Linked DNA regions of Mus musculus: regions 2, 3, 4, 5, 6 and 7 are each linked to region 1. The links are chromatin contacts, called in public HiChIP or PLAC-seq and promoter capture Hi-C maps. All regions are on one chromosome and are shown on one strand. Each heading gives the region's core, a stretch centred on a gene start, on an enhancer-like site or on the middle of the called end of the contact. The rest is flanking DNA. Distances are from core to core; before and after follow the strand shown. Region 1 holds the start of Cdkn3 (cyclin-dependent kinase inhibitor 3). Region 2 has its middle 230 kb from the start of A530076I17Rik. Region 3 has its middle 240 kb from the start of Gm34499. Region 4 holds the start of Fbxo34 (F-box protein 34). Region 5 holds the start of Dlgap5 (DLG associated protein 5). Region 6 holds the start of Socs4 (suppressor of cytokine signaling 4). Region 7 holds the start of Lgals3 (lectin, galactose binding, soluble 3).

The links. Promoter capture Hi-C pulls out the DNA fragments that hold promoters and counts their contacts. HiChIP or PLAC-seq counts read pairs in DNA pulled down with a chosen protein or histone mark. Capture Hi-C pulls out chosen DNA fragments and counts their contacts.
Region 2: a promoter capture Hi-C map of liver shows a contact between it and region 1, with 5 times the contacts expected there. The contact joins the enhancer-like site here to the promoter of Cdkn3 in region 1. A contact is called at or near these places in 6 of 39 promoter capture datasets (the 3T3-L1 cell line, cranial neural crest, hippocampal neurons and 3 more) and 2 of 115 datasets of contacts at active chromatin or transcription factors (embryonic limb bud and stem cell-derived neural progenitor cells).
Region 3: a contact with region 1 is called in an H3K27ac HiChIP or PLAC-seq map of hepatocytes, with 11 times the contacts expected there. The contact joins the enhancer-like site here to the promoter of Cdkn3 in region 1. A contact is called at or near these places in 11 of 39 promoter capture datasets (the 3T3-L1 cell line, 3T3-L1-derived adipocytes, the HPC-7 cell line and 7 more) and 6 of 115 datasets of contacts at active chromatin or transcription factors (the NIH/3T3 cell line, embryonic limb bud, embryonic stem cells and 3 more).
Region 4: a contact with region 1 is called in a promoter capture Hi-C map of liver, with 4 times the contacts expected there. The contact joins the promoter of Fbxo34 here to the promoter of Cdkn3 in region 1. A contact is called at or near these places in 3 of 39 promoter capture datasets (liver, neutrophils and pre-B cells) and 1 of 9 other capture datasets (liver).
Region 5: a contact with region 1 is called in a promoter capture Hi-C map of adipose tissue, with 2.6 times the contacts expected there. The contact joins the promoter of Dlgap5 here to the promoter of Cdkn3 in region 1. A contact is called at or near these places in 5 of 39 promoter capture datasets (the 3T3-L1 cell line, the C10 cell line, liver and 1 more), 2 of 484 Hi-C or Micro-C datasets (B cells and CD8 T cells), 2 of 115 datasets of contacts at active chromatin or transcription factors (bone marrow-derived macrophages and large pre-B cells) and 2 of 9 other capture datasets (adipose tissue and liver).
Region 6: a contact with region 1 is called in a promoter capture Hi-C map of pre-B cells, with 4 times the contacts expected there. The contact joins the promoter of Socs4 here to the promoter of Cdkn3 in region 1. A contact is called at or near these places in 11 of 39 promoter capture datasets (the 3T3-L1 cell line, the C10 cell line, the HPC-7 cell line and 5 more), 2 of 484 Hi-C or Micro-C datasets (large pre-B cells and pre-B cells), 7 of 115 datasets of contacts at active chromatin or transcription factors (the NIH/3T3 cell line, astrocytes, bone marrow-derived macrophages and 4 more) and 1 of 9 other capture datasets (liver).
Region 7: a contact with region 1 is called in a promoter capture Hi-C map of liver, with 3 times the contacts expected there. The contact joins the promoter of Lgals3 here to the promoter of Cdkn3 in region 1. A contact is called at or near these places in 3 of 39 promoter capture datasets (the HPC-7 cell line and liver).

The regions. Positions count from the first base shown.
Region 1 is chr14:46,758,738-46,762,063 of GRCm38.p6, reverse strand. Cdkn3 (cyclin-dependent kinase inhibitor 3) reads right to left here and starts at 1,523. Exons shown (of 8, transcript NM_001360041.1): 1 at 1,416-1,523. The coding sequence starts at 1,424.
Region 2 is chr14:45,900,097-45,903,390 of GRCm38.p6, reverse strand. No RefSeq gene overlaps it. Among named protein-coding and RNA genes, the nearest start is that of A530076I17Rik, 230 kb to the right of the region's middle. Within about 2 kb of position 1,985, at least 4 of the 459 cell types and tissues checked have an H3K27ac peak or open chromatin away from gene starts, as enhancers often do.
Region 3 is chr14:45,982,197-45,985,576 of GRCm38.p6, reverse strand. No RefSeq gene overlaps it. Among named protein-coding and RNA genes, the nearest start is that of Gm34499, 240 kb to the left of the region's middle. Within about 2 kb of position 1,921, at least 21 of the 459 cell types and tissues checked have an H3K27ac peak or open chromatin away from gene starts, as enhancers often do. A contact at or near this core is called in embryonic limb bud, hepatocytes and liver, where this site is marked.
Region 4 is chr14:47,470,655-47,474,170 of GRCm38.p6, reverse strand. It overlaps Fbxo34 (F-box protein 34), which reads right to left and starts at 1,610. Exons shown (of 3, transcript NM_001146086.1): 1 at 1,454-1,610.
Region 5 is chr14:47,416,520-47,420,307 of GRCm38.p6, reverse strand. Dlgap5 (DLG associated protein 5) reads left to right here and starts at 1,901. Exons shown (of 19, transcript NM_144553.2): 1 at 1,901-2,199; 2 at 3,737-3,788. The coding sequence starts at 3,738. It also overlaps the pseudogene Gm8353.
Region 6 is chr14:47,274,942-47,278,279 of GRCm38.p6, reverse strand. Socs4 (suppressor of cytokine signaling 4) reads right to left here and starts at 1,360. Exons shown (of 2, transcript NM_080843.3): 1 at 1,059-1,360. Wdhd1 (WD repeat and HMG-box DNA binding protein 1) reads left to right here and starts at 1,423. Exons shown (of 25, transcript NM_001360532.1): 1 at 1,423-1,759. The coding sequence starts at 1,683.
Region 7 is chr14:47,372,267-47,375,778 of GRCm38.p6, reverse strand. Lgals3 (lectin, galactose binding, soluble 3) reads right to left here and starts at 1,919. Exons shown (of 6, transcript NM_010705.3): 1 at 1,827-1,919. It also overlaps the pseudogene Gm52166.

The DNA of each region.
Region 1 (3,326 bases), core at 274-2,773:
AACCATGTGCTGTAGAGTGGAAGGAATGACTGAGCATTTAGGGAACAGGGAAGGGTTTCTTAGAGACCATTGAGCTAAGCTCTGAAGGAAGAACCTGCAGGTTTGTAGGTAGACTAGGAAGTTAAAGCAGTCAGTGTGAAAATTCAAGAGCTAAGGCAGGTATGATGGTGCAAAGCTTTGATGTCAGCATTGGGGAGACTGAGGCACAAGTTCTAGAGCAGTGGTATACATGGCCAGGCTGGCTCAAAAGAAAACACAATATGGGTGGAAGGGTGGAGGATTGTGTATTCAGTAGAGATGACCCAGAAGAGACAAAGCCAGTGGACACTGCTCATCCCCTTTCTAAAACAAAAACAAAAACAAACAAACAAACAAACAAAAAACCCTTTCCACTCCCTAATTGGAACCATCTGAGATCAGACATTTGAACAACACGTGTATACAAAAATATTAGTTTTAAAGAATGTCAAAAGGAGAAAGTAGACTGCGGCTGTGTGATTCCCACATCCATCCAGATCTACCCCTTCCCAGGCAGCAGTGGACTACAGAGGACTCACTTGTGCTTGCCAGAGGAGGTAGATCTCAAGAGAGGAGGAAATAGCGAGCTCTACGTGTGTTCAGTTCCTCTATACCAGAGGTCAGATAGCTCACTCTTCCTCTGGCAACAATGCAGTCGGTAGGCAGCTGACACAGTGGACACAAGACTTGCAAGAGTAACCACCTGACTGCTTGGCTTTCAAGCTCTTCTAGAAAGGTCTTGCTGGAGGAACAGGTGATAACTGGCTGAAATTATAGATTGCGGTTTCTTTGGATTGCTCTTTGGTATAAAACACAACGGAACCCAAATGAAGCCTTTAAGTGGAGTGTCAGCTATGAGGTAGAAACGATATGTCAGGTGGGGCTTCCAAGTCATGGCTAAGACCCCTTTTCTTTCTCCTATAAAACCAGATTTTAAGCTTGTGTGACTTTTCACTCCACCCCTCTCAGCCTGCTGTGGATAAATGCTAACAGGCTTAGACGTCCCTGCCTTCCTCAGGCCCAGGGATTCTGACCTGCAGGAAACAAGACGCAGTGCCCTGAGCTTTCTGAGGGAGGGTGGCTATCGTGATGTCACTCACAAACGGGGTCGTTACAGCCTCTGCATCTGAGGCATCAAGCCACCCACAACCCCGGCCGTGACAGCCTCTGCATCTGAGCTGTCAAGCTGAATGGCTTGGCCCTCTCTGGCAGGGTCGTCGTGAGGCCCCTCAGGTGGGCAGCGAACCGCAGTGCCACAGATCTGCCACTCAGCCTCCCCGACGCGCAGGGCGGTTACTGTGCGAATCGCACCGCTGGCCGCCCAGCAACGCAGCCGAGGCGGTCCAGCGTCTGGCCCCGTGGCGAGGATCCTTCGGGTCCCGGACAGCCCCACTCACCGGCTTCATCGCGGGTCGCCACTCGCCGTAACCAGTGCCGCCGCCCTCGCAGCCTTTAGGACACCGCCCGCGAAGAGCCCGCCCCCGTCAGTCCATTGGTCCGCCCACGTAGGAGGTGGCGCGGGGCGTTCCAGAAACCAATCATATCCTCGCTCTGTTTCTTACTCCGGGGCCTTGCTCAGCCTCTGACTACTCATTGGTTCAGAGGAAGTCTTTGAAAGACGCGCGGAAGGAGGGCCCGGAAGAAAGGGGATTGGCTTGGAGGGCTCCGCCCCTCCGCCAGTTGAGGGCGTGGACGTGGCGAGAGGCGGAGCGAGGCGAAGTGGTTCCTCACAAGTCCAGCGCTTTGGAGACTTTCTGGACTTAATTTCTGAATGATACCAGGATAGGGAGCATTTTCTTTTAAATTGTTTTAACTTTCAGGGCGTGGTAATTGGTGGAGGAGAGCCTTGCATAGGAGGTGTCCCTGGGAAAACTGACATTGCTGTCATATCTAGTCATGTAGATACTTTGGAGAATACTAAATAAAGAGCATAGGCATACTTGACATTGGATGTTCTGTATGTTCTGGATGTTCCAGGATGTACATAAGTTAATGTGTAGATCAGTCTTCCTGTTCACCAAGTAGGAATGTGCTAATATTGTATGAAAAGGAGATAAAATGATATGGGGGTTGGGGGTGGGGTCGACCTTGTCAGGCTTAATCAGCGCCAATATAAGACTGTTCTGAGCCTGCTACATGGGCGCAAGGAACTGAACTAGGGTCCTCTCTGAGAGGACACGCTCTTTATTGGTGAATCTTCTCTCCATTAACTCCCCTGCCCCCCCCCCCCCACCTTCCATTTTCAGTCTTCATTTAGCTGGCTTTGGGAAAGAAAGTCACCTGGAGCAATAGTATCATGGAATTTGAGAAAAGCAGAAGTTTCCTCTTTTACCCTTATGTCAAAGTCAGTGGGCACAGGGCTAGTAGTTAGGGAAAGAAGACAGCACGATTTGACTTAGAAATAGCATTAGTCACGATCCTTCGGAGAAATAGAAGTTGTGTGTGTGTGTGTGTGTGTGTGTGTGTGTGTGTGTGTGTGTGTGTAAAAGAAATGACTTCGGAATGCTGGTGAGTTCAAAATCTAGTGAGAGGTTAGTGGCTGTTGACTCAGAAGATCAGATCAAAGTTCAAGTTCAAAGGCAGAGTGTTGTGGGGGCCAGGAAGAGTCTGTGCTGTAAATTAACTGTGAAAACCATAAGCTAAAGAATCCTCCTTGTGTTAAGAGAATCTTAGCTTTTGTAATATCCAGGCTTCCAACTTGGAAGACAATCTGCTTTACCCAAAGTCTACCAACTTAAATGTAAATTACATCCCCTAATATTCACAATAGTGTTTTTCTAAATATCTGAGCACCTGGCTTAGCCAGGTCAATGCATGTCTTAGTTAGGGTTTCTCTTGCTGCAACGAAACACCATGACCAAAAAGCAAGTGGGGGAAGAAAGGGTTAATTTAGCTTACACTTGCACATTGCTGTTCATTATTGAAGGAAGTCAAGATAGGAATTCACACAGGGCAGGAACTTGGAAGCAGGAGCTGATGCAGAGGCCATGGAGGAGGGCTGCTTACTGGCTTCCTTCCCCTGGCTTGCTCAGCCTGTTTTCTTATAGCAGGCAGGACCACCAGCCCAGGGATGGCACCACCCACCATGAGCTGGGCTCTCCTCCATTGATCACTACTTGAGAAAATGCCTCATAGCAGATATCCTCAACTGAGACTCCTTCCTCTCTGATGACTCTAACTTGTGTCAAGCTGACACATAAAGCAGGCTAGTACAGTGCACAAAATAACATGGAGACCCTCTGGGATTTTCTGTAGTCAGTGAACAATTTTAGACTCATGCTGTCCATATTGGTTGCTCATATCCAAAA
Region 2 (3,294 bases), core at 736-3,235, 860 kb after region 1:
CACCTGACTCTCATCAACCTCTGACTATCATATACACATGTGCCTTTGTTCCTGCACACATATGCACATGCATCCATGTATATGCAAATATGTACACATGAATATATGCATACCACTTATGCATACACACAAATAGAAAAAGAAACAGACAGCTGGGTCCTCCATTGAAGAATATGCTAGAATCTGAGCCTGTATCTCATACCCACTGAAGCTGCTGCATTATAACAGTCATCTTATAACGTTAAGTCTCACACTTGGCTGTCACTCCGGGCCTGACCAGCTTAAAGTCATCTTCCAGACAGGCCTTTGTAGATACTCAGATTAAATCGCTCTCAAGCTCTCCAATTTTGCAATTGTTTCTTTATATGGTCCTGCCTTCTGACTCCAAAACATAAACTCTATGAAAATAGGGACCTGCTGTATGGCTTATTTGTCAGTACATAGAATACTCCCTGATTCGAAGAACATATTCAGTAAATCTATGTAAACAAAAATCAAATGCAGAATCTTGACTGTCATCCCTGCCTCTATGCGCTGGCAATTATTTCTCATGGATTTTTAGCACCATGTATTTAACCCCTAAGAAGAGTCACCCTACTTTTTGAATTAGCTAGGGTGACCATTTGCTTTCTTCTGTATTCTAGGAGGAAAGTCCTTGTTTGTTCTTGGATACAGGTAATTTCTTCCAATTGAGAAATGTTCAAATTGTATCAATTTTTTTCCAGTTTTGGAGAAATCAAAATGTTCCTAGCGCTCAAGGAAGAGAGCCTTTTCCCACCCTCTTCCTCCTGAGCTGGAAAGCGCCCAGCTCCTCCGAAGTCTGCTTACCCAGAAGTCCTGCTTCAAAGTGTTCTTTAAAAGCTTTCAAGAACACACTAGCACTTTTTAACAAAAACGCTGTTTTTAAAATAATACTCAACCGATGGTGGGATTGGGGTTAGGAATAGGGGGGTGAGGATGGAGTAGAGGTACTACGGTGTGAGTGGGAACAGTGAAGCAAATAGAAAAGGCTGAAACCTCTTGCCTGCCTGGCTTGTCCAAATGTGGTTAAAACAGTCACTGTTTATCCTCTTTACAAGGGACTAATTTGTTCAATGGACCCCACATGCTAAGTATTCCTCACAAGGAACTGAGAGTTTTCTGTAACAATGTAACAATAAACTTCCTCCTGTTGATACGATCATTGCTGTTCTCCACAGAGGAAAAGTCACTGGGGAAAAGGAAAGGATCGTAGTGTGCCTTCCTGAGTGAATTAGCATCTAGAACCCCAGGATGCTGGTTGCTGACTTCAGGTGATGTAAAACCTGAGGCCACTGAAGCTGGGAGAGAGGATGACGTTCCATAAGCACCTTTTCTTTTGAAGTGCCCCCAAACCTTAAAGCCTGCATTTCATTTGGAAAAAAAAAAATCTTCTGCTAAAACCGCTTCCCATATGCAGCCCATCTGGAAGACTATAATCTAGTCTCGCCTGCAGCAAACCGGCAGTAACAACGCTAGCCTTTCATCTCAGATCCCCAAGCAATAGACAAACATTAATTAATGCCCCCAACACACCTGGGATGTAGGGAAGTATTATTATCCATGGCTCACAGATGAGGAAATCCAGACACCAAGAGGTTAAATGGCTTGCCTTAGGCCACAGCACTAGCTAACAACTGCAAGACTTTCCACTGACAGTGGGCCCTCCGAGCCAGCTAGAGCTCTGAGAAACTTTTGAGACCATCCTCTATGAAAGGAACCATTACCAAGGCAGACTGCGGTCAACTTATTTCCCTCTCTCATTGTTTGGATCTCAAGAGACAACATAAATGAGCTCAGTCCCCCAATCTTAAAGAAACACACAAGACAGGCTGGGGAGGTAAGTTGGTTTCCTTGTAAGCAGGAAGACCTGACTGCAGACCCTAGCTCCCACATAAAAGTGTGGTGCTGTGTGTGAGTCTGTAAGGCCAATGCTGCAGGAATAGAGACAAGTGGATCCTAGCAACCCACTGGCTAACCATTACCTTAGCCAAATTGTCATGCTCTATGTTGAATGAAAAACCCTGCCTGAAAAGCCCACCCCCAGGCTGACAGGCATTTCCTGAGAAGCCACAGGTCCCTCCAGCCAGGGAAGCAGGTAGCCTAATTGCAGATCTTCCCTCCTTCTCCTCCTCCAAATCCAATCCCCCCAGTCTCACCTCCATCTATGTAGCAGACTATCTGCTACAGCCTCCTCCTTCCCATCTTGAGTGGAGCACTCAGATTTTCTCCTCTAACCGTCCTCCCAGCCATCCTGTTATTCCAGGCCCTGGCTCCATCAGGCTTTCTCTGGGAGCACAGCAGCCAAGCCTGACAGAGAAGCAAGTAGGCCGGCAAAGCAGATAGGAGAGCTTTAGATCCTCACTCTCCCTCCTCTCCTCTAAATCCTGTGCCCCAGCCTCACCCCCTGCTCTGTAGCCGACGACATCTTATGGCTTCTCCTCACTCTCTGTCCCCATTCCCGGGAGACTAAGCAAGCCCTTATAGAACACCCTGATTTACTCTCTCCTGTGGACATCCTCAGGCCATCCCTCCTAGCCCATCCCATCCCTGAGTGTCAGCTCCCAATATACATATTGCGTGGTACCTCCAGTGGCTACATTTGTCAGGATCCCAGAAAAATTCCATACCAAGCAACACAGCCACAACTCTCTCCTAAGGACCAGACAAGGGCAAAGAAACCAAGGAACAAAACACCCACCCAACAAAGACCAGATATCTGTACTTAGACTTATAACCTTCCCAAGCCCAGATGTTAGATGCCAGTGTGAAAAACAATAACATCCAAGACAAAATATCTCCAGTAGGCCCTAGCAATCCTGTCACAGTAGGACCTGAGAATCCCAACATAGCTAGAGACCAAGAAATAAGTCTTAAAACAGCCTTTATGAAGACGCTAGAGGTCCTCAAAAAGGAAATGAAGAAATCTGTGAAAATGCAAGCAGTGAAAGGAAGTAAATAAAACAGTTCAAGACCTGAAAGTAGAAATGAATGCAATAAAAAAAAAAGAGCCCAGACAGAGAGAAACCTGGGAAGGAAACGTGTAAGAACACAAAGAGGAGCCTCAGAGGCAAGCCTAACCAACAAAACCCACGAGATGAAAAAGAGGATCTTAGGCCCTGGTAGAAAAATCAGATACCTCTGTCAAAGAAAGGGTTAAATCTAAAAAAATTCTAGTGCAAATGATCCAGGAAGTCTGAGACACTGTGGAGAGACCAAATCTATAAGTTAAAAAAAAAAAATACAAGATGGAGAGGAAATGCAGGTCAAAGATAC
Region 3 (3,380 bases), core at 672-3,171, 780 kb after region 1:
CGGCCTCAGGTAAGGGCTGCCACTGAAATGATCCGTTTGAGGAAAGCACTGGATGGGCAGGGCAGATTTGATCCAGGTTGCAGGACCCAGAAATGCTTTGAAATGTGTCATCTAAGCATGGGTATGGACAGGTTCAGAAGGTAGCTTGGTGTTGATTCTAGGAGAGTATTCTTTTGTTTGTTTTCCTTTCTGTCAATGTAGTTGTTTATCAGAATGTAGTCTACAACTGGCAAGAGGTCTCAGTGGGTAGACATGCCTGCTGCCAAGCCTGAGTTCCATCGCCAGGAACCACATGGTGGGAGGAGAGAACCAACTCTCATAAGCTGCCTTCTGACCCCCCCACACACACACATGCACACACACAACCTAGCACACGTGCACACATACACACACATACACTGTAAAATACTGTAGATTACATACACTTAGAAAGTTACTTCAGATTTAACAAGCCTTCAAACATCAAATGCATTGTATCAGCCCTCTGCCTAGGTGATTTTTGTGAATAAATCTGTGTCAACAGAATGTATTCATTTTATTTTAGCGCATTAAGGGAAGCATGGTTTATTTGTGTGGATCAGACAGTTGAAGACTGCCGTAGACCCGTGGCTGGCAGTGGTGGAATTGCGACTGAAGACCCTTTCCTCTGCACGGCCACCCCAAGATGTCTTTACAAGTTTACTACTTTAAAATCCTTTTTATATGCATGGATCAAGCTGGAAGGAGGATAAATGCAAGGTCATGAACTTTCAGAATGCTCCTGCACAACCAGTGTCGACCCGAGAGCTACAGCTGCCACACACTGGGGATCCACTCGCCAGCTGCTATCGAAACTATGATCGCCAGGCTGATGCTATCAGGCAGCGCCCCACAGATAGGATCGACAGGGCATGCGCACACGCTCCTGTCTTTGGGGAGAAAACTAGAAACACCTGGATCGTGTTAGCTCACTTCTGCCCTTCTGCAGCTGGCTTTTATGCTTTTCCTCTCTTAAGGAGTTGACAATCTGGGAAAATCTTGATATTCAGCCAAGAAGACAAGAGCCTTTCATTTTGAGCACAGACATTTCTCTGTGTCCTGGCAAAGCAATAGGGAGAGTGAGATGGAAATTATTCCTTATGGTGTAAAAATAAAAATGTGGACAATTAAAAAAAAAAAAAAAGAAAAAGGTCTTCAGAGAGCACGCAGTGGATGCGGTGCTTGCCATGTGCTGTGACGACCTGGTTCAAGTTTTCAGCACTCACAAAACGTAGGCGCCGTGGCACACTCCGCAGTCCTATGGGGAGACGGGATGAGAAGCAGAGATGGAAGCTTGCAGGCCAGCTAGCCTGGCACGAAGAGAGAAAACCAACAGGAGATCCTGTCTGAAACAAGTTGGGATGTAAGCACTGGCACCCAAGGGTGTCCTCACCTGTCCACCTTCATATATACAAAAGTGCGCATGCATATATAAACACACACACACATATACACTCACACACACACACACATGCACACACACACATACACACTACACGCATACACACACACACATACTCACAGACACACACACACACACACACACACACACTCCTAAACCATCATTTTCAAATAACAAACATTTCTCCTTTTATTCTTCTTCCTCTCTCTTCCTCCACCCCACCCCCACCCAGACCCCTTTGGTCTTTTGAGCCAGTCTCACTACAAAGCCCAGGCTGGTCCTTAATTCACTGATAGACCAGGCTGCCCTCAAACTTGCAGTGATCCTCCTGTCTCTGTCTTACAGGCACGTGTCACGGAGCCTAGCTTATGACTGTATTTCATAATAGCTTTGGTAAGTGGTGCCCAGTAAATTTGAGTGAGCACTGTGCCCTGCCCAGGGCTGTCTGCTGTGTGGGCCCATAGCTGGGCCTCCTCTCCGTGACTCCCCAGCCTCTCTCAATGGAACACTTGAAAGTCTCACTCCAAGCAGAGGGCAGGAGGCCAGGGGTGGAGTGGCCCCGCTTACTCTGTAGTACACTACTTTTTTCTGGTTGAAAAACTTCTGATGTCAAATTAGTCATCAATTTAGGTATTTTTTTCCATGAGCCTGCACCCTGGATTTCTGGATATAACTCATGGATGTGAAATAATCAAAGCAGAGTACGAGCCAGAGTTTCCACAACACAAACAAAGCCAGAAGAGTTTAGAACAAAGTCCACACTAACCAAATACCACTGCCCTACCCAGGCTGGGAGCCGAGAGCAACCACACTGTAAAGCAGAACACGAGGCCCCTGCCCCATGAAGATGAAGAGTCAGAGGGAGTGTGAAGCAAGGACTCTTAGGCTTTTGATGATCAGGAACAGGCCCAGGTTTGTCCCTGGGTTGGTTGTGAACTTCCAGCAGCCATTGTCTTACTCGTTCTTCACCCAGCCACAGAGAGAAGCCAAATCCACTTGCTGCCGCTGTCTGAGCCGCTTGGCCAAACTGTTACAAAATATGCAAAATAGCAAATGTGGGGAGGGAAAGTAGCGTACATACATTCATTTCCCATCGATTCTAGCTCAGTACTGGTGGGCAACTAAAGATGTAGAGCTAGATGTGTCTCTTATTCATAGGTCTTTTGGAGGACTGAGGCTGTAGCTCAGCAGTAGAGCACTTTCCTAGAATGCAGAACGCACTGAGAAAGCAAACGCATTTGTGAAGTTCCTTTCCACACAGGCAATCAGGTGGGCTGTACACTGGATCTACCCAGCAGTGTATTTTAATCATTTTGCCACACTTACAAGTTGCTTTTGATTAGTCAGTGGCCAATTCATGAAGGACAGGCTCCGTGCTGCACCTCATTCTTGCAGTGGTTCAAAAGTTTCCTCTATCACTCCTGACCTTCCATCCTTCAGTTCCACCCAGACTCTAACTCTGACTTGTCTCCTCTGGGCCATTGTGCAGGTGGCCCTTTGACTTTATTGGCAGCATTCCTGGGTGCTGCTTTGAAAACTCTGTCCTGTCTGAGATCCGATGGAGTAGAATCATACTCTGATTTCTCTACCTCAGGGCACCAGTATGGAAGTTTCTTCTACTCCCTCCCCAGTCGTAATATTCAGGACCCAAACTGCAACCCTGGTCTGGGAAAGTCCTGGTTCCTATGGAGATGGGGTGTGGAGTATGAGGCCTGCTGTTACACCATGGTAGAGAGGCTTGCTGCCTTATAAGAGTGTCACCCCACACCATGGGATTAAGCAGAAAGATTACTTTCCCTCCCTGTGATGGTTAGAAGAAATAAAGAGACAACTAGTGAATAATTACAAAATATGCAAAACAGCAAATGTGGGGAGGGAAAGTAGCGTCAGGCAACTGTTGCTTTTTCATTTGTGTCTGTGTGTATGCACGTGTATTCATGTGTGTATATGAATACGCATA
Region 4 (3,516 bases), core at 361-2,860, 710 kb before region 1:
CTCTGACGTGCCTTAGGGATTACTGTCCTGATGAACAGCACCTGGTACCACCGACCTACACTAATCTCCTGATCCAAAGTTCACCTGGCTGCTCCCGGCATGCGCTAGCCATCTCTCTTCTCATTGACAGCATGGCCAGCCTACTGTGTTCCACTCTTCCCCTCCATCCCTCTTAGTATGAAGTGTCCTATGTAACTGCTTCTGGGCCCTCGTGTCACTACGGGCAGTCAAGAGATGTGTGCTTGACCGCCAGTGCGCCAGTGCTTCTATGCAGGTCTACTATCTTTTCAAAGCCTGAGAAAAATCAACATTCACAAAATCACCTGCTAAAATTTATCATTTCACATTCGGAAGCACTACTGACAAAATGTAAGTCGCCTGACCCCAAAGGTAGTCCTCAGATGTGTTATATTACGTTACAGCCTAGTCTTGGGGTGGGGGTGGGCTGCAAAGCAGAGGCTTATTGCTGAGCTATAATCACAGAAAAAAACAAATGTCCCTGATAAAACGGGGGAGGGGGGGGCAAGAAACACCAGGATAAATTACATCATCGGGGGATTATTATTTAAGAAAAATGTTGGATTGATTCAAGCTCCCCTTCTTTGCAAGACAAAGTTCATTCAAGATCTGCTTGCCTTGGTCATTCGCTAACAAGCAGATCACTGGCAAAAAAAAAAAAAAAAAAGATAAAGCCAACTAAATTATCAGCCCTCCAGTTGGTTCAGCCCCCGCGCACCCTTTCCCAGCAACTGCTACATCAAACCATCAAACTGAGTTTAGCTTCCTGAAGGCACAGTGAACACCCTAATACCCCTTCCACGCCCAACCCCCAAGATCCCTCATATCTAAACCGAATGTCCTTAAACTGTACTACTACCGATGCTCTCCGAAATGAAGTTTAAGCACCTGACAATTATTACATCCAAACTGTACGAAGCCGAGATCCCAAGATTTTGGTTCAAATCTGCTAGGACCGAACTTCCTTTTTCTCCCCGCGGGTCCTCCCAGCCCTTCCGCGCGCCAAGGTCGCCACTCGGGGCCTGCAGTGACATCACGGTCTGTCTCGGTAGAGCCCTGACATCACCCGCACGCCGAGCCTCGGCACTGTGACCTCACCACCGCAGGCTCGCACGCCAGGGCCCCCCGGGGAGGGTGGAGGAGACGCGCCGCTCACCTGCACGGGGACACCCGGAGCCCCGCGCCCCGCACGCAGCCCACCCGCGGCGGCCTAGCTTGGGTCGCCGGACTCCGGGCCCAGGGAGCAGCCGGGCGCACGACCTCGGGGCCAGGCCGCGAGGACGGCTCTCTGGAGGACGCTGCGGCGGCGGCACCCCGAGCACGGCGAGCCGCGGTCCCCGCCCCCAACGTTCGGCCCTGCCGCGGGGAGCAGCGGGAGCCGCCACGGTGTCCACCTGCCCCGCGCCCCGCAGCCCCGCGCCCTCGCCCGGCCCACCTGTGCTTCTGCCGGGCCAGGGCCTGGCCCGGGGCTGCGGCAGCCCGATGCGGCGGCGGCAGGCCTGACTCGCTCCCCGACACTGAGGCGGACCAGGAGCTCAGCGCTGAGCGGCGGAGCCCAACGCTCGCCCCGAAACCCATTTGTTGGCTAAACCGGCGTGACATCACGCGCCGGCCCAATCGACGGTTGCCCGGGGGCGGGGCCGCAAAGCCTGCGTGCGCCAGCGCCCCCTGCGGGCGGCCGCGAGCGCTGTGGGGAGAGATGGGAGCTGCCAGGACAAGCGCCTACAAGCCTGGTGTGGCGGGAGATTGGGGAGTTTGAGTGTCACTGCACAACAAGGACCCTAACCCTAGAGCACAGTTAGAGTGACAAGTTCATTAACACTCCCAGGTGCTCCAGAAGCCTTAATACGTTTGACCCTGTTAGATATCCAACATGTCTGGGTTCTAATCTTGGTTCTACCACTAGCGTATGGTTCTATTTCAATTTTTATTTTTATTTATTTTATTTTATTTATTTATTTATTTATTTATTTATTTAGGAGACAGAGTTTCTCTGTATAGCCCTGGCTGTCCTGGAACTCACTTTGTAGACCAAGCTGGTCTCGAACTCAGAAATCCGCCTGCCTCTGCCTCCCGAGCGCTGGGATTAAAGGCGTGTGCCACCACACCCGGCTCATCTATTTCAAATTTTTAAAATGAGCTATTTAGCAAGCCCATGGCCCTGGGTTTGATCCTGATGTCCTACACACTGGGCATGTTGCTTCATATCTGTAATCCCAGAGTTTGGGAGGTGATGTCAGGTGCGCCACAGGTTCATGGTCACCCTCAATGGCAAAGCAAATTTGGGATCAGCGGGAGCAGGGCGCGGGTCCTCTCTGTTAAGAACACTGGCTGCTCTTCCAGGGGAATTCAATTCCCAGCACACCACAAGGTGGTTCGAAACTTGTCTGTAACTGCAGCCTCATGGAATCAGACGTCTTTTTCTGGCCTCCACAAACACTGCATGCACGGAGACAAAACACTATACACATAAAAAAAATTTTTACAAAAGAATATATTTTCCATAAAATTATGGCAGAAGTACCTACCAGAAAGTACATAAACTTTAAAGTTAAACTGCTAATCTACAAGAGCCTTGTAAACTTATCAGTGAAAGAAAAAAAAAAAAAAACAACAACAACAAGAAGACTCAGCACTTAAGAGCACTAGCTGCTCTTCTAAAGTACCCAGGTTCAATTCTCAGCACTCTCGTGGTGGCTCACAATTATCTGTTACTTCAGTCCCAGGGGATCCAAGACACACATCTGGTGCACACATGTGCAGGCAAAATAGCTATACACACAAAATTTTTTAAACAGCCTCACATCAGAAAATAAAAAACCTCTTGTGAAACGTGTGTGTGAAGTCTTAAAGAATCAAAATGTAGAAATAGGACCAGTGAGATGCTGCAGCAGATGAAGGTACTGACACTAAACCTGACACCCTGAGTTCAATCCCTACGACCCACCTGGTAGGATGAAAAGATGTCCTCTACATGTGGGCCGGAGTATGTGAATACCACCCATACAGACACACACACACACACACACACACACACCACACACACATACACATACACACACACACACAAATACACACACACATACACACATACATACACACACACACACACATACATACACACACACACACACACACACACACACATGCGTGGGCTGGAGTATGTGAAAAACCCTCCATACACACACACACACACAAATTTGCAATTTTAAAATATAAAACTAAGCCAAGCATGGTAGTACACATTTGTAATCCCTGAATTTGGAAGGCTGAGACAAGAGGTTGTGGCAGTTCAAAGCCACTCTGGGCTACTTAGCATGTACCGGGTTTCCTGGGCTGTATCCCTTTCTCATTTCCATGATCAAAATACTTAACAAAAGCATCTTAAGAAATTAAGGACTTATCTTGTAGCGCTGGAGAGATGGCTCAGTGGTTAAGAGCACTGGCTGCTCTCACAGAGGACCTGGGTTTGGTTCCCAGCACTCACATGACCTCTCA
Region 5 (3,788 bases), core at 652-3,151, 660 kb before region 1:
AAACTCCAGACTGATGGGATTAAATTCATATACAGTATAGTCTCCGCATTTTCCTTTTTTTAAGCTTACTTATTGAATGTTTTAAGGTTTATTTTGGTTTTTCGGAGTAACTGCCGAGATGGCCGAAGTGGAGCAGCAGAAGAAGTGGACCTTCTGCAAGTTCACCTACGGTGGCGGTGGCGTGGACCTCGATATGACCTATGAGCAGCTGATGCAGTTGTACAGCACCCGCCAGAGGCGGCGCCTGAACCTTGGCCTGCGGCGGAAGCAGAACTAACTGCTCAAGCCCTTGAGAAAGGCCAAGAAGGAGGCGCCACCTATGGAGAAGCCCGAGGTGGTGAAGACAAACCTGAGGGGACATGATCATCCTGCCCAAAATGGTGGGCAGCATGGTGGGCGTGTACAATGGCAAGACCTTCAACTAGGTGGAGCTCAAACCAGAGATGATAGGCCACTACCTGGGCGAGTTCTCCATCACCTACAAACCTGTGAAGCACGGCCGCCGCCCGGGATCGGTGCCACCCACTCCTCCCGATTCACTCCCCTCAAGTAGCCGAGGCCAATAGAGACTCAGTTTTGGGTCCCTGGGTGGTGGTGGTGGGTTAAGATTTATTTTGTTTTCTGCCTATGAGTGTTTTGCCCACAGAGGTCAGAATGTGATGGATCTTTTAGAACTGGAGTTACAGAGAGTTGTGAGCCACCACGTGGGTGCCTGGGTTTTCTGCCAGGGCAAGAAAGTGCTCTCAACTGCCAAGCAACTCTCCAGCCCCCAGTCTCAGCTATTTTAAAACAACAGTGAAACCCAAACAGGAACCACATTGTCACACACTGTTACTACGTCTTAAGGTGTCTTTTAACACCTTACAAGAACAGGTTTGTTTCCTGCAAACCATGTTTTTCAACCTATGCTGAACTTGTGACCCCATGATGTACGCCCACCCCTTTGCCTTGTTAAGTTCCTGAACACCTGTGATGACTCCCCTTCCACATGCTGTGTTCTTGCATTTATCTACCCCATAGGTAGCCTTGAACCCCGAGTGGCTCACTCTCCCGCTGGCCCAGATGCTAAAGGCACTAAGAGTCAGTTATCTCCAACGGCTCTTTTTTTTTTTTTTTTTTTTTTTTTTTTAGCAACCCTGACCCATTCCCATAAAAAGAACCTCAAAAGCCAGTGAGGGGCTGCTCTCTGAAATCTCCACTTTGGGAGACCGCAGCTGGCTGGCCAGTTTGCTTTAATCAGATATAGCTTGCTTTAATCAGCCACTCGCGAAATTGGTGTTTCTTTCCCCCATCAGATCTAACATAACCATGAATATTATGTCAGTTACCTATCTTCATCTTTCTCTTTGTATGTCCCAGAGGTCTCAGTGCTGCTATAGAGCTGCAGGCAGCTGGTCCTCTTTCCCAAGATGTTGGCAGGGAAAAAGCAAAAGCCAAACTTACAAACTCTTTCCTAATTTATCTTCCCGGTGTCTACTGGATACCGATCAGTCTACAAACACATGGTCAGCACAGCTGTCCTGGCCCAGGCGTTTTTGTTTTCTTGATATCTCATGGGATGTGTGCCTTCGTTTATGTGTCTGTTAGAAATCTCAGTTGATTTCTAAGGCAGACGTTAATTTTGCCTTAGAAAAGAAGGAGAAATGGAATAAATGATCTCGTTTAACTTAAAACCTTTGCCTTTTTTTAGCGTGGATGCTCAGCCCGTAATCCCAGCAGCACTCAGTGACAGGCAGGAGCATCTCGGTGAGTTCGAGGCCAGCCTTGTCTACATAGTGAGTTCCCAGACATAGTGAGACCTTGTCTTAAAAACCAAAACAAACAAACAAACAAACAAACACGTTTAAAAGGAAAGAAGAAAACCGGCCTGAAGAGCCAACAAGTGCGGCCCGCCCCACTGAGTTTATAGTGTGTCGCTGCCACGCCTAGCGGGTTTACCGCCTCCCTCCTCCCCCTCGCCCTCCCGCTCCCAACCCTTTGCCTTCCAAACAATTTAAATGTCGCACAGAACCAACCTATCGCAAGCCTCGTTCGAGGGGAAGGGGCGGGAGCTTCCGGAAGTGTTGGCAAAAGTCCCTCCAATCAGCGGCTGGCAGCGGGAAATTTCAGTTCCGTGAAGGGTCGGTCCGGGAGTTCCTTCTGCGGATCGGTGGAGTTTTCTGTGTTGCGACATTGTTGTGGATCCAGAAACTGCTTCAGGTAAGTGGGATCAAGAGTTCAAGGTCCTCCGTGGCTGCATACCAGCTCGAGAATGGCCTGGGACGAGACTGTCCCGAAAAAATTTAAAAATGGCCTAGGTGAGATGGCTCAACAGTTAGGAAGGAGCACTTGTTTGCAGAGTTAGCTTCCCAGCATCCCACGTAGGGCAGGTCACAAACTCCTTGTAGCTCCAGCGTCAAGAGGTCCGACACCCTCTACTGGACACCAGTATGCATCCACCCCAACACAGAAATAGACATACACATAAACAACAAGAAAAAAAACCTTTGGAAAAAATTGGCATGAAAAATGTAGATTATCCTAAAGCATTGACAGCGTATTAGAGATGAGACTCTACCCGACCTGTATGCTAGTAACCTCCCAAAATAGCCCACAAGTGTCAGTGGATTCTGCTTTTCCTGAAGACGCTGTCATTTCTCTCTAACCTGCTGTAAGTATTAGACGGAGAATCTTAAGATGAGTGCACAGGCAGGGGAGCTGACCTGAGAGGTCCACTTGACCATCACCATGACACAAGCCATTAGAGAAGAAGGACCTCAGTTGAGGAAATGACGACATGAGGTCCAGCTGTAAGGCATTTTCTCAGTTAATGATTAATGGGGAAGGGCCCAGCATCTTGTGGGTGGCAGCCATCCCTGGGCTGCAATCCTTGGTTCTGTAAGAAAGTGAAGCAAGCCAGTAAGAAGGGTCACTCTGTGGCCTCAGCACCAGCTCCTGCCTCCAGGTTCCAGCCTTGCTTGAGTTCCAGTCCTGACTTCCTTTGATGATGAATAGCAAAGTGGAAGTGTGAGCTGAATAAGCCCTTTCCTCCCCAACTTGCTTTTAGGTCATGGTGTTTTGTTGCAGCAATTGACACCCTGTCTAAGACAACCGTGTTAACAAGTTTTGCTTAAACTCTTTCTCTAGTAGTTGTGTTTGACACTTTCTCTCTTTTCCTTTTTTTCTTTTGGTGGGGAGAGGATTAAAACAAGGTTTCACATAGCTCCCACCAGCCTCCTTTGGAGCTGAGACCGACTGACCATGAGCAGGCCCTCTTGTTTTGGTTTTCCGACTGTGGTTGCACAGTATTTATCAGGCCAGCTTTAGCCAGGTGTTAAAGTCACAGGAGTGTGTTCATCACAGTAGGGTGATGCTGCGATGAAGGGTCTAGGTGGGTTTCAGACCTTACTTACTTCCTACTCATAACCCCCAAATAGGCCGTGGTATCTCATCTGTGATGACTTTTCTACTTTCATATCTACTCATATTTTTTCCATTGTGAGTTTTAATATTTTCATTTCAAGGAAGTGCAGAGTGGTGTAGGAGATAGATTGAAGTCTTGATCATTTTTATTAGTTTACTAATTTATCTCTTTGAGAGAATGTTTTACTCTTTAGCCCAGGCTATGCAAAGCTCACATGATTTGCTCGCTTGAGCCTTCTGCCTGCCACAGCCTGACCTGAGATTTTATTTTACTTTTTTTAAATAATAAAATGAAAATCCATTTATGTTGGTGTCTGTTTCTCCTCTTTGGCAGGATGCTGGTGTCACGTTTTGCCAGTCGGTTTCGGAAAGACTCGAGCACTGAG
Region 6 (3,338 bases), core at 111-2,610, 520 kb before region 1:
TCAAATGGTATCACAGGCACTGTCTAAAGTATTTACATCAATAACTCTTGTTCCCACTTGCAAGTTTCTGAATGGTGAGCTCTGAAAAGCATTACTCTGAAATCCCATTACAATATATTCAATATATAGATGAGTATCATCAGCTCAACTTGAACCTCACACTGTACCTACTCATTTTTATTGTCCAGGTACTGGGCAAAAGAATTATAAATTGGCCTGTCTAAAAACAATAATTTCAAAATAAAAGTAAGTTACTCAAAAGTCATTGTCTCAGGTGCCTTTATTCTTGTGGGAAATTAACAATAGGGTTTTGTTTTGTTTTTTAAAAAAGAATCTCAGATTCTACTTGAGCCAACTACTCTTCCTTTTTATTCATATACAAATCTGAGTGTCTTTTTGGAACCCAGGTTCTTAGAAATGCCTTACAAAATGCCACCATAGCAAGAATACCACGGTTTGAGTAATAACTAAGCTTGCAATTTTTTTAATAAGTTATCTAGATCTACCTCTGTAGAGTTTTCCGGTAATAAAAATAAGTCTGACTGAAACTGTACAGTGGGTACCACAAAAACGCCGTCAAAGCCCCAATTATCACCGAAAATCATAATTTTCAACAGACCAATTTATTAATATGGAGAACGTGAAGAAACAAGAAAAGCATAAACTTAACGGGCCAAGACCTGACTTAGTAGAGGATGTGTTATCGACTGCCACGATGAACAGAAACCTGTAACAATACAAATTAGACCTCTCCTTTTAGATCTAAAAGCAGTTTGGTAAACTTTGGTCGGAACTAAATAGAAAACCCAAGTTAACTCTCTTTAGCATTATTTAGCTAGAGTCGCAAGAAACAAGAATCAGTCCATCCTTTATTACCACAGAAATGACAAAGTTGAGGGCACGAAGGGCGTGAAGAATAAAGGCTTGCCAAGGTCTGTCCCTAACCCGGTCCCGAGGAGCTCGATCGGTTCAAGGAGGCGACTACGGTGGCTCGGGAGGAGATCCTGAAAGGGCAGGCGTCAAACCCCAGCCCTCGCCGCCACCCTTCCCCCTCTCACCTCTCCGAGCTCAGCTCAAGCGGAGCTGTCCGAGCGCCTGCCGCCATCACCACCGCCATCACCCGGCGCTCGCTCAAGCGCGGAAGAGAGGCCCGGCCACTCCCGCTCCTCGTGCGGCTCCCGCCAGGCGGAGGCCTGGCTGTCAGCCCCCGCCCCGGCTCCACGGTCAGCCCAGAGTCAGACTTGCCGCTGCCTCCGCCTGCTCTCCAGGGACCGCCGCCACTTCCGGGTTCGGCTCCCACCTTTTCTTTCAGAGCGGCCCCAGCCACCAGCTCTCGGCTTCGAGGCGGCGCGCTTCTGACGCCACCACCCGGCGACCTCGGGCCGGACCTGGGCTGGGCGGCGGCGGGCCGCGCATGCGCACAGGGCGAGCGCGCCAGAGCGCGGGAAGCGGCTCCGTGCTTCCATCAGAGCAGACGCTGGTGCACACCGCTTGCTCCTCGCCCCCGCTGCCCGTGCTTGCAGAGGGGAAAGCTTGTCATCTCCCGGGCGTGTGTGACATACCTTCCGCTGCATCGTGCTGTGGCTCCTCGGGTGAGGGAAACAGGACTGCACGGCGCGGAGAGGACGATCGCCCTACTGAAAAAAATACCAGTTCTTACAAAACGGCTCAGGTAGGGAAAGATGCCGGCCACACAGAAGCCCATGAGGTACGGACATACGGAAGGGCACACCGAAGTCTGCTTTGATGATTCTGGAAGGTAAGCGTCTTTGGAAACAAAGGACGGGTCCAGCGTGAATGTTAGCCGTCATTCTCGGTATGGACAGCCGGTCGAAGATGACCGATGCGGAGGGACAGAGGAAGGAATAAACAAGGAGCGCCTCTGCCCTGAGGCTTGTTTGCTTTGAACTGTCGTGGCACTTCTAGGACCTCACGAAAATTAAAATCCTTTACCCAGAGGAGTGCCTTCCCGCCACTCACGTCCTCATTCGGTGTCATGTTTATTTTATGAGACAGTTAAGCATCAGCAGTTGCTGTAAATTGCAATGACTGTCGTGCCCAGGAGATGGAATTTTGCAGCTTCCTCTTTCACAGTGTCCCCTGTGTACTAGAGGACATAATGTAAATGTCTAGTTTAGGGCTCAATACTGAGAAGTCGCTTCTTGTCAGCACCTTGTGCGGTCATGAGGCTCTACAATCACCACCATTTACTGGAAATAGAGGCTTCTCTAATTCTTTCTTTCTTTCTTTTTTTTTTTTTTGGTTTTTCGAGACAGAGTTTCTCTGTATAGCTCTGGCTGTCCTGGAACTCACTCTGTAGACCAGGCTGGCCTCGAACTCAGAAATTCGCCTGCCTCTGCCTCCCAAGTGCTGGGATTAAAGGCGTGCTCCAGGCCGGCTGAGGCTTCCCTAATAAAGGCTGAGGGTAGCATTTGAAATGTACATAAATATTTAGACAGCAGTTTGAGGTTATGCAATTTAGCTATGCAGTAGTGTACCCCCTAGGGCCTGAGACCTCCCCTTGCTATGGGCTTTTGAAAGGGTTTACCTACCAAGAATGGGTTCCCCTTTGTGGAATAGACCTTAAATCCAAAAAGCACTTGGTTACCCCTATAGCAGCCATGTCACGCATGCCCACTCAAGTGGACCATTCTTGCCTAGAAGCTGGTGTCCTAGTGAGGGCCTCCTAAAGCACAGGCTGGTCTCCAACTTAACGTGTAGCTGAGGCTGCCTCTGCCTGGCAAGCACGGAGATTACAGGCAGGGCTACTACACTGATGAACACTTTCCTATGACCCCCTTTGGGTTTTCCAATTTGGGAGTTAATCTTTTTTTTCTTCTAAACATTTATTTTATTCATATTCCTTCCTTCCCTCTCTCCTTCCCTTCCTTTTCTTTCCTTCCTTTTTTTATCTTTTTTTTTTTTTTGCCATTAGCCCTCTACTGTTTTTATTTAATTTGCACTTTTATGTGTCCAGATAGGACATAAACAGAATGAACAAAAGCACTTAGGCGATGAGAAGTTTGAAAAACAAGCAATAACCTATTCACATGGCTATTTTAATAATTTTTGGGGTACTCGTTGAGCTCATATATTCAGACATTGGTTATAGTCTCTGTGTGTCCCGAGCTGGTACTGGGGATGTGATGGTGGCTGAGCAGACACAGTCCTTGCTGTTGCAGAAATCATGTGCTCGTCTTTCTCTCACGTTATTACCAAGAAATAATTTTATGCCAAGGAAGAGCCGCAGAGAACATTAAACTCATCTCCGTTTTATAGAATGGAAGCTAAGAGTCTGCTATTGATGTTTATATGGAAAAGAATTCACTAATGTCTTG
Region 7 (3,512 bases), core at 670-3,169, 610 kb before region 1:
TCAAGGCCAGCCTGAACTCTGTACTGAGTATGAGGCCAACCAAGGTTATATTGTAAGACCCTATCTCAAGAAACAAGCAAAACAAAGCAAAAATGATCAGTGACCAAGAAGGAGACAATTACTAGGTGTGGTTGTACTGGCCTGGAAAATCACAAGTTCTAAACCAGCCCTGTCTGAACAAAAAAACTAGCATTCTTTCAGATGGGCACTGCCTCCCCCCCCCACCACCACCAAAGACTGTTGTTGCAGACAAGCAAGGCTTTTGTTATTAAACTTCAAGTTTTATGGAAACAGTTGGGGGTGGTAGTTTACACTGTTAGCCCCTGCACTTGGGAGACTGAGACAGGATTGAATATTGAAAGCCAGCCTGGGCTACATAGTAAGTTCCAGTCCTGCCTAGGCTGCAGTGGCAGCCTGTCTCCCTGGGATGGTTTGTATATGCTCGGCCAGGGAGTGGCACTAACTGAAGGTGTGGCCCTGTTGGAGTAGGTGTGTCACTGTGGGTGTGGGCTTTAAGACCCTCATCCTAGCTGCCTGGAAGCCAGTCTTCCACTAGCAGCCTTCAGATGAAGATGTAGAACTCTCAGCTCCTCCTGCACCATGCCTGCCTGGACGCTGCTATGCTCTTGCCTTGAGGATTATTGACTGAAGCTCTGAACCTGTGAGCCACCCCCACCACAATTAAATGTTGACCTTTATAAGAGCTGCCTTGGTCATGGTGTCTGTTCACAGCAATAAAACCCTAACTAAGATACTTCCCCTGCCCCCAAAGGTAAATAAATAAAAATACGGAACTATAAACTTGAAGCAAACATCTTGGAATTTCAGAAAGTGATAGTTTTTACACACTGGTTTCTGTTCTTTTCCTCAGAATTAGCCGGGTCACTAAGTCCAAATGTTCTCATTATCCAGAAACCCTACTCCCCGGGGGTCGCTTTATAAATATTCCAATTTCTTCAAATAGGAATCACTTGCTTCCCTGCTAGGGTTAGCCGGAATCCTAAGCCTCAGTCTCAACTCCCCCTCCCCACCCATTCCCGTCCCATCCTCGATTCCCTGCAATAGTGCTTGAGTAACATAATTCAGCATAAATGCAACCTTTGAAAGCCTCTCGCTAAGGGTCTGCACTCTGAGACCAACACGGCCACACCCAAGACTTCCTCCACCCAGATCTAGAGGTTATTGCACAAATAACCACACTGGTCACGAATGAGTCACTTGGCTTACAAAAAAATGTTAGAGGTTACAGTAGTTCTTCATCCCGACACATGCGCACTAGGGCTTGGGCAGCACTGTCCTGTGCGGTCAAGCACGCAGCGGGTGGCTATAGCCCCTACCTCCGCTGAACCTGGTGGAACTCACTGGCACCACACAGCAAGATCTCTAGTGGAAGGCTTCCACGTGCACCAAAGGAGCCTGCTGGAATTCCTCCAGGAGTCAGGAATCCTGGGCGATGTCTTTTGAGTCTCCAAACTCCCACCCCCACCCCCAACGTGCCAGAAGAGGCACCTGATCCCTATGGCCAAGCTAGGGGCCAGCTACAAGGTGGATCTCCGTAGGTTGTGGCTCACTCTAACGCAGGGCTTCGAAGGAGTGCCCAGGGCCCGCTGGCATCCCGCCATCCCAAAGAGACTTAGTATGTAGGTCGTGAATAACTTTCTCCGAGAGTTACCCGCAGGAGAGCCAAGGCGGTAGACCAGCGCCTGGGACCCTGAAGGTCACCTCCGTCCATCTCCCGGGAGCCCAGCCCTTTCTTGGTGCACTGAGCAGCACCGGTCCCCGCGCCCCGCGCCGCTCACCTGGGTAGTGCTCTCTGTGCCGCTCACCTGATTAGTGCTCCACCCGCCGCTCCGCTAGCTGTCAGAGCTGGGCGGTGGCTCGGCCGCTTCTAGTACTCTTTTCCCCGGGCCCGCCCTCCCAGGGCGGGGCAGCATCCCTCGCCCTGCAGGCGCCTGGCTGGACCGCGCCCCACGGACCACGGAGCTTCCCCACAGTGGACTGGGACACGCCCGCCAGCCTGTGCCCCTCACCTGTGCCCCGCAGTGGGCCCTAGCCGACCGCACCCAGACTCTCAGACTCACCCAATTCCCTTGTCTGAAGCTGCCTGTCAGGGTCTCATCCTGCCCCTAATTCCTTCACCTGAAGCCTTCCGCAGAAATGGCAGTGACTTTGAGTGTGAGGGAAGGGAGGAGCAGGTGTCCCTGACAAATCTGAGATGTAAGAGGTGCCCCTGTTTGCATTCACTCCTGCTCTGGATTTTGCTGGGCTGGGTAAACCCAATGTGGTACATAGTAGGTTCTCGGTAGGTATTTGTTGGTTGATTGATTGATGAGTGAATGAATGAATGTGGACGAATGAATTAATGAATGAAGTAGTATGAATGTGTGAATTGATTCCTAGGAAGATGTTTTCTCAAAGATTGGAGGAGAGTTACAGCACGGGCAAGGGGCAGTTAAATCAAGAGGACAGGGTGTAGCTCTGTCTATATGAAAATAGTTACAAGGAACAGCCGCTTTTGCAAGAGGCTGATAACCAGTTTGGAACCATTTATATAGATTAAAAACTTGAGTGATGTGGTTAAGGATATTCAAGATAATTTTTCCCCAGCTTCAGATACATCAGCTAATATCTACCAAACACTTATGCACCCCACTCTATGCCTAGGGCTTTACATACATTTATGGAGTTGGCATTATTTTAATCCTATTAGGTCCAAAGCAGCCCCCCAGAATGCCAGTGCTGGTCCTAAACAGAGGGACTCTGGCTGCACAAACAGAAGCTTATAGGTGGTTTCTGTTGACCAGGGATCTCCCTTAGTCTGCCCCCAATGTCAACTACCTCAGGCAAGGGCACCTGCTTCCCGGTCAATCCCAACAGCCTGTAACAGCTCAAAGCCCCCCATTCTGCTGACTTCTCCCCACACCCGGGGCAGGGGAATGTTTATTGCCTTGGTGGTTTGAGCCCCAATAAACTTATCTTTCTACTCATTCAGTGATGTCGCTGTGCCCTTGCTTACAAATCCCATTTTAGACATGAGAAAATATGGGTATAGAGAGTCAAGCATAATCCCGTAAGGGTGCTTGCTACAAAGCCCGACGCCTAACTTTGATCCCTGTAACTCAAGAGGAAAGAAGAGAACCAACTCTTGAATGTTGTCATTTAAGCCACATACACATGCTCACATGCATATGTGCAAATATAAATGCATTTTAAAATATTAAAACATCGCTTCTCGGCCTTTTGGCTAAGATCAAGTGTAAAATATTAAAACATGTAAATAAAATTTTAGAAATAAATATATGTATTTTTTTAAAAAATCACTGTAGGTAGTAGGTGTGGTGGCTCATGTCTTTAATCTCTTGGGATCTGCATGCTCTTGGGATGCAAAAACAGGCAGATCCCTTCAAGTTTAAGGCCAGCCTGGTCTGTATGGCGATTTGAGGCCACCAGGGATGTACAGTCAGGCCTTGTTTCAAAAACAAAAATGAAAAACCCCAAACAATCACTGTGAC